2 separate regions of the Manis pentadactyla genome follow, and region 2 is linked to region 1. A link is a contact called in public Hi-C data. All regions are on one chromosome and are shown on one strand. Each heading gives the region's core, a stretch centred on a gene start, on an enhancer-like site or on the middle of the called end of the contact. The rest is flanking DNA. Distances are from core to core; before and after follow the strand shown.

Region 1 (3,943 bases), core at 170-2,669:
GATGCTGGCAGCTTCCTCGGAGGTGCAGACAGGCTGGAGGTCCAGCGGCAGGGCTGGGTGGTGGCACACTGAGGGCAGGAGGCTCTGGGCCTGCAGGTGGGGACTGGCCACCTGCTGCCCCTCCAGGTTACTCAGCTTCTGCACTGATTCCAGCTGGACCTGGAAGCCTTGGTACTGCGGGGAGGAAGGAGAAGAGAGGGGGGACAGCATGAAAACCTAGGCCAGGAGACCAGCGCTCCTCAGACCCCACAGAGGCTTCCTGTTCTTACGGAGAATCCAGGCCATTGGGACAGATGGCCTACGAGGTGGGAGGTGGGGCCTGGCACTGACCCTGCCCTGTGCTGCTGGGTTCTGGCACCTGGTAGATGAGGTCTGGGCTGTGGAGCACAGGGGTCAAAGGCATGGGCTCTGGGGACTGCCGGACCCCCAGTCCAAATCCCAGCTCTTCTTGACTGGCTGCCTGTGTCCTCCCCACTCTGAGCCTCACCCTCCACTCCTCCTGGGTGCCTGGTACCCAAAGCACACTCCTTGACTGGGTGATCCCCCCTGAACCAACATGGCGAAGTGGTGGCAGCCTCAAGCTGGCCAGACTCCAAGGTCAGGACTTCAGGGTGGAGGCTGACTCTCTCCTGCCTTCCCCAGGGGCCCTGCCCAGGGCCAGGAACATGACACCCAAGGCCAGCCATCCCCACTGTGCTGGCAGGCTTCCACTGCTCTTTCTAGCCTCCCAGGCACCCTGGAAGGAGCCCTGGGCCCCTGCCATCTTCTCTCTGGGCCTTTGCATACCCTGTGCCCTCTGTCTGGAGCAGGCCCTGTCCTGTTTCTGGCTGCCCCCTGCTCATCTTGTGGTATCTATCAGCTTGACTAACCTGCCGGGGAAACTTTTTCTGGTGATTGTCCCCTCCCCACCCCTACGTGGCTGAATACAGAGCTGTGGGAGCACGAAAGGAACCTCTTGCCCCTTTGGGCTCCCCAAGAGCAGGGAGCACATCTTGTTCCACGCTCTGACCTCTGACCAGGATTGGCCCTGGAGGTAGGCAGTGCTGAATAACAGCAGTTTATTATTGTTATCATCACCATCAGCATTCCAGCGGCCCCCACCCATCAGCTGTCTTGGTCCAACCCTGGACTGTGATTGGGTGTTGGGCTGAATCCTGGGCCCTGGGCTTCCCTGTAACCCACGAATTTCCCAGTGTGCCCTCTCCATCCCAGCCTCCCAGGTGGGGACCTTCAAAGGGCGGACGGGCTGGAGGGACTCACCTGGATGTAGACTGACTGCGTGTTCTGCGGCAGCACCAGGAGGACCATGGCCACCCCAGACAGGAGCCCTGACACCGTCTTGCCGCCCATGTCGTTCCTTCTGAATCCCACAGCCGCGTCACCCGGCTCCCACCAGCTTCCCTAGCAAGCAGCTCTTTATAGGCCAGGCTGCGGTGCTCTGGTCGCTCATTAACTGGCCTGGCTGGGGCGGGGTTGACAGTTGGCTGTTCTCTGGCACGCCCAGAGCCCATTTCCAGGAGGGGGTGATGAGGGTGGGAGGCACGGGGCACATGGGCAATGACCCTGAGTGTCCAGGGCTTGCTGTGGGCGGGGCTCTGGGGAGGGCCTTGGACCGCTCCACTTCCCTCTGCTCCTTGAGACACCCATGTGAATGCAATGATGGAGAGACCATTTCACAGGGAAGGTGAGGCTTCTGAGTTGAAGTGACTTGCCCCAGGTCATGGAGCTAGTCAGTGGCAGAGCAGGAGCTCAGGGCAGCCCCTTGGGCTTCCTCTGGTGAAGGGTGCAGACAGGCTGGTCCAGGCCACAGTGGGTAGATAGAGGGCTGATCTCAGGGCTCTCCACACACCCATGTATTGCCTGCCCCCTTTCTCCAGTTCCAGTTCAGGACCATCCTTCGGACCACTCCCTGCCCAGGCCCTTAACCTGCCTCAGCCTGCCATCTCCCACTGGTGCCTGGGCACCCTCAGGCTGTGTCTGACCGAGCTCACCTGTCCGTGCCTTTCAGGAGCCAAAAGCCTAACCCAGGGTAGAGGAAAGAGCACCGGCCTTAAAGACAGACTGACCTGAGTTCTGATCCTGGTCCTGCCGCAGCTGTGTGATCTTGGACACAGCGACTGTGCCTGAGTCCTGTAAGCTCTTCCATCAGATGGGCACAATGCGAGCAGCCACCGCGGAAGGCTGCTGTGGGGGTGGTGGGCCCTGGCCCACCTGAGCTCGCCCTCATCTGGTGGGTCCGGCAGTTCTAGCAGGTCCCTTAATCTCACAGTTGCCTTTGAGGCAGCACATTACCCACCACCTCCTCTGCAGCTGGAGGTCAGGTCATGGAGAAGAAGGCAAAGTCCGCAAGGGCGTTGTCACCACTGCCAGGCCAGGCAGCTGTAAACTGCCGGTGCCAGGGCTTGGCTCTGCTGGACATGGAGCCTCGCATGTGATTGGCACCCACCCAATGCTTAACACAGAATCAGAACCCAGATGGGCCAGCTGGGCATTGACGGCCCACTCTCCAACCTGTGGATAGAATTTGATGTCATCACGCTCCCCGACCAGCCTGACTTGTGTACGTCTATCGCGTCTCAGGCTCTTGCTCCTGCATTCCACCTCGCTCGAAATGTCCATCTCCCGCTTTCTTACCATGGGGTGAAATGGAAGAAGACTTGAGTGAACTTTGGGATTTCCTATGTTTGGCTTTGAATCCAGGCTTCAGCCTTTATTTAGAGTATAGAGAATTTAATGGACTCTTACATGCTTTCTCATCAGTAAACTAAAAGTAATCATCAGAAACAATAGCTCTCCTTTCTTGAATATGCACTGTGTGTGAGGCGCAATGCTGTTTTATGGTTTTATGGGCATAATCCCATTTGATTCCACCAGGAGAGGCTGTTGATTATCTCCATTTTACAGATGAGTATAAGTGGAGCAGGTTTTATCTCTGGAATTCTTGCCTCTGCTCAGCTTATGGTGCTATAGAAAAAGAAACAGAAGCCTCGAAGGCAAGGAGATCTGGATTCAAATGCACACTCCAGCACTTCTCAACCGTGTGTGACTGTGGCTATGTTACGTGCTTCTCTGAGCCTCCGTTTCTTCATCAGTGAGTAGAAGAAGTAATGACAACCTCAAGGGCCAGGAACAAATGTTTAGGTGTGGGGGCCCTTGTGGCTGCAGGTCTCTTTCTCCTCTCGGCCTTCAGTGGAGAAGCTCCTCTTGCCAGGGCCCCAGTGTGTCATTCTTTCCCTGGGCACAAGGCGCCACTTCCTTACCTGCCTAGCATGACTCAAGGTCCTACTGCAGTCCAGCTCCTCCTAATCTCTTCATGAATGACCCACAGTCCATCAAATCCAGTTCAGCCGCAGACGCAAACCCTTGCTGCCGCCGTGGATGGCCAGCCAGGTACACCGGTGCTTCCGAGGGCACCTCCGTCGTGAGGCACGTGGGGAGTGACTGTCAGGGCAGCCGGGACCCTGGTCGATGTGTGGAGGCCTTACACACGGCGGCAGAGTGGGTGACAGTTTGCCTGTGTGTGTGCCTAGGCAGCTCCTCTCTCCACACTAGCTTCCCCACTCAGTGCCCACTACAGGGCACCCCAGAACCTGGGATTCTCCCTGCCCACACACTGACCATGTCCCCAGCATTGGTCACAGCTGACGACTCTATCTTTCTTGGAATAAAACGCTGCCTCACTTGGCTTCGGGGACACATGCTTTCCAGATTTCCTGCCAGTCTGACTGGCTCATCATCACCATTTACTTTATTGGTTTTTCCTTCTCTTCCTGACTTCTGGATCTTAGAATGCCCCAGGGGCTCCCAAGCTCAGTCCTTGGACCTCTTTCCTCTGTCTAGAGTCAGCCCTTTGGTGAACTTACCAAGGTCACAGTCTCAAGGATATATGGGATATATATATATATATATCCTATTATATTTTACATTACTCTTTCCTATATCT
Region 2 (3,844 bases), core at 1,255-3,754, 180 kb before region 1:
TAGCTCACTCCCTCACCTCTTTCAAGTTTCACATTTAAGTCACCTTGTAAATTGGGATTTCCCTGACAGCTCTATTTAAAATCCAATTCTGTAAAACTGGAATTAGAATAAAATATTATGGATCTCCTTCATTTCTCTTCTACAACTACTTTGCGCCACATGTCCAGATTTTTTGATAAGTCTTCTCTCTTTGTCTAAATATTCTCCGTTTCCCCCTCCCTTTTGCCCCAGCAGAGGTCCAAGGCCATTCACCTGGATTAATGTCTGAGTTTACTTGACCAAAGAGGTGAGGCATAATAAAACAGTAAAATATGAGATCTCAGCTGTAGTGAAAGGAAAGGGAGTTGGAAGGGACTCAGAAGACACTAGGTTTGAGTCCTGGCTCCAGTTTTTAACTCTTCTGAGCCTTAACTTCATCAGCTCTAAGGATGAACATAGAAGTTCTAGCTCATAGACTTGGCGAAAGCCTTGAATGAGAGCACAGTGAAAGCACTTGCCATGTGGCTTCTACCAGCTGGGGAGTCCACCAGGTCAGAACTTTGTCTGGTTTATTTTCTACCGAAGCTCCAGCACCCAACTGTTAAGTCTGGGGAAAGGAAATCCCAGGGTGAAATACCTCTAAAACCGAATCAGTCAAAGGGAGAAATAAAGTTTAAAATCCGTTTATTGCTTACAAACTACAGTCCGGGCCCTTCTCTCTTTCCTGCCCTAGCAGAAGCAAAACTGGCCCTCCTCCTCACCTCTCAGGTACCAATAAGCCCTCCTTTGCCCAGGTAATTAACCACTGATATGGAGATGAACTTCTCTCCACCCCTGAGGAATGATGAAAATGCCTTAAAGCCATACTTTTCTTCACCCTTGAGTGCCTGTTGATATGCAGATGTACTAAAGCCCAGTGAGAGATATTCTGGAAATGTTACAATTTTACCCACAGGCTACCCCTCCAGAAATCTCACCTTAAAATTTACTCATTACCCCTCTTCCAACCAATCTAATAACATACAATAGCAACAGCAATAAAATCTTGATAATCCTCAAGCCAGAGGATTCAGCCTATGCACATTAAGTAAATGTACTTTACAGCACAATCTCTCACTAAGCACAAACTGTTTCTACACTTTACTCATTACTAACAAGCATGCTAGATTGCTCACAAAACTTTTATCAAACATTAGACAAACTCAAGCCTCTCTTCAAGCATTTTTTTCTTGACAATTATTACTACTTCCTACAGTTGTTTACTCATTCCTAACAACCATGCTAGATTACTAACAAAACTTTTACCAAACATTAGACAAAGTCAAGCCTCTCTTTAAGCATTTTTTTCTTGACAACAGCAACACAATCACGATAATTCTCAAGCTAGAGGATTCAGCTAGGTTCAAAGTCCCATGCAGATTGAGTCCAAAACTCGTCCATTCCAGCCATCATGCAGCAGCTGCAGCCAGGGGGCGCATCCAGGACACAAGGACTGTAGAAACAAATAACCGTGACTGTGGGGAATCACTTTGCTGTTATCCCAGGAATACACAGGAGGCCAGCTTCCAGGCCTTTTCCTCAAGGTGCCAAAAGAGCCAGCCATCGCCAGTCCATGTGTTGAAATGTACAGGGCCCTGTCCATATTACTCCTAATTGCTGCACCCATCCTTGCAACACATGTCCAATAAAGTGGGTGCCTTGATCACTCTCAATCACTGGCGACCTGCCATAGGCTGCAGAAACGCTCTAGGTCCCTCTTGGTGGTTTGCTGATCTGCACAACATGCAGGGCACTCCTTCAGGGCTCGGCTGACTTCTTCAAAGGTCAATGGCAAGCCCCACCGACAGGCTACAGCCCACATTGTCTTTTGCCCCGTGTGCAAAAAATGTTGACATAGCCATTGGGCCACATCAGAGGCAGGCTTTCCTTCTAGTCAGCACACTTGGGCCAATGCATCTCCTTCATTATTCTCTGGGGATGCCAAAGGCAAATGGCCAGTCACATGATATATGGTAGGTGTCTGTGCCACGCCACTCTGTAGCCTTTGGGTCCAGTCTCTCACCCACCCCGCGATGGGATAGGTGGTTATTAGCTTGGTCAGAGCTGTTCCAGCGATGGGCTCTGTAGCCAGCAGGGCGTGGTACACAGGAGTCAGGTGCTTCTCTATCAAGGTGACCTAGACCTCTGCTTCTTTCCATACTTGTGACCAGGCTCTGGCCGGTAGCAGAAGCAGCAGCAGTAGCCTTAGGCTTGGGCCACGGGCTAGGGTCGATGTGGCCAGCAGCGGTAGTGGCGCCTCCACGACCACACAAGCATAGACACACGTCCTCAGCGTGAGCGCCACTTCTCCCCATCATTTCTAGGGGCAGCCCTCCCCAAAGTCGCACCCATTATGACAGATTTCGAGTTCAAAGGAGTCCTGCCGACTGTGCCAGATGTAAGTCTGGGGAAAGGAAATCCCAGGGCAAAATACCTCTAAAATGGAAATCAGTCAAAGGGAGAAATAAAGTTTAAAATCTGTTGATATGGAGATGAACTTCTCTCCACGCCCGAGGAATGATGCAACCGCCCTAAAGCCATACTTCTTTCCATCCTTGAGCGCCTGTTGATATGCAGATGTACTAAAGCCAGGTGAGGTATTTTGGAAATGTTACAATTTTACCACACCAACATGCCGTTCTGTTTAAGTATTAGTTGAATAGTGAAGTATTGAATGAAAATATCATTGATGAATAAATGGTTGATGTTAAAAAAGCAAACAAAAAACCCTTCCTATCCACTTCCTCCAGTTTTCCTGAGACCTCTTACCTGGTCTATTTTAGCCCACAGCACTAAATACCTTCTAACGTAACCAAATAATTTTCTTGTTATGTTTATCCCCTTATTAGACGTAAGCTCCAAGACCAAAGGATATTTTCTTTCCCTTTTTCTCTCTTCTGTTCACTGATATATTCCAAGGTCTGAAATAGTGCCTGACAACCTTAGTAGCTATTGGCAAGTATGTGTTGGATGAGTGAATTTTTTAATCTTAATAATCTTGCTAAGTCTTATATAGAAAAGGAATATAGGAGTACTTTTAATTCCTAGTGCCTAGAAATGCTTGACAAATGGCAAGGTGTTCAGTGTTTGCTGAAGGAATTGGTTACTCAGCTCTTTGTCTGATCCCTGAGACTACATCAAAAAAGGTTCCCAGGGCCAGTTCACTCAGGCCTCTGTCCTTTTTCTTTCATCCAGTGAATTTCGGATTCATCTAACAAATACCTGAGTACTCATATCGAGCACCTACTGTAAGTTCAAAAGCATACTTGCTGCTATACATATGACTAATGCGAATGACAGCAATAGGTCTGAATGTAATGGTGTGAAATTACAGGACAGGCTGGCAGTGCTAATAGGAGAAAGAAATCAGTGAAGACTGACGTAGAAGTAAACTCCAAAGTTCAAAAGTTGCCCTTCTAAACGCTCCACCTGTTTATAGCAAGGACCATAGTCTGAGTAGCTACTTTAGACTCAGAAGTGCCTTTCGAATTCCTACTCCTTTAAAAAAGAAACCAAGCCTAAGACACGGTAAAGGTCTCAGCAGAGATGGGTCTAGAAACGGGGATTTGTAAAGTTCTGAAAGTAAGGGTGTCCTGATGGTCCGAGGTGCCTTCGCTGGAGCCTGTGAAACCGGAGGTGTGCCAACTTCGAAAAGCAGTCCGGTTTCCTGGAGGCCAAGGTGCCTGCAGTTATGGTGAGGAGCCGGGGGCGGGGGCAAGGTCACGAGGCGCCGTTCCCCTGGAGTACAGGCCCCTGGAATCCATGGGCAGGATCCAAAGCCGCAGGGACCTGCAGTCCTCAATTATAGAGCGGCTCCCGCGCCCCA

Evidence for each region. A called contact is a pair of places that touch in the nucleus more often than the background predicts.
Region 2: a contact with region 1 is called in a Hi-C map of skin fibroblasts, with 3 times the contacts expected there. The contact joins the promoter of FOXJ3 here to the promoter of GUCA2B in region 1. A contact is called at or near these places in 2 of 3 Hi-C or Micro-C datasets (fibroblasts and skin fibroblasts).

What each region holds. Positions count from the first base shown.
Region 1 is chr4:32,710,827-32,714,769 of mManPen7.hap1, reverse strand. It overlaps GUCA2B (guanylate cyclase activator 2B), which reads right to left and starts at 1,419. Exons shown (of 3, transcript XM_036893216.2): 1 at 1,261-1,419; 2 at 1-174. The coding sequence starts at 1,350.
Region 2 is chr4:32,892,987-32,896,830 of mManPen7.hap1, reverse strand. It overlaps FOXJ3 (forkhead box J3), which reads left to right and starts at 2,504. Exons shown (of 13, transcript XM_036892902.2): 1 at 2,504-3,712.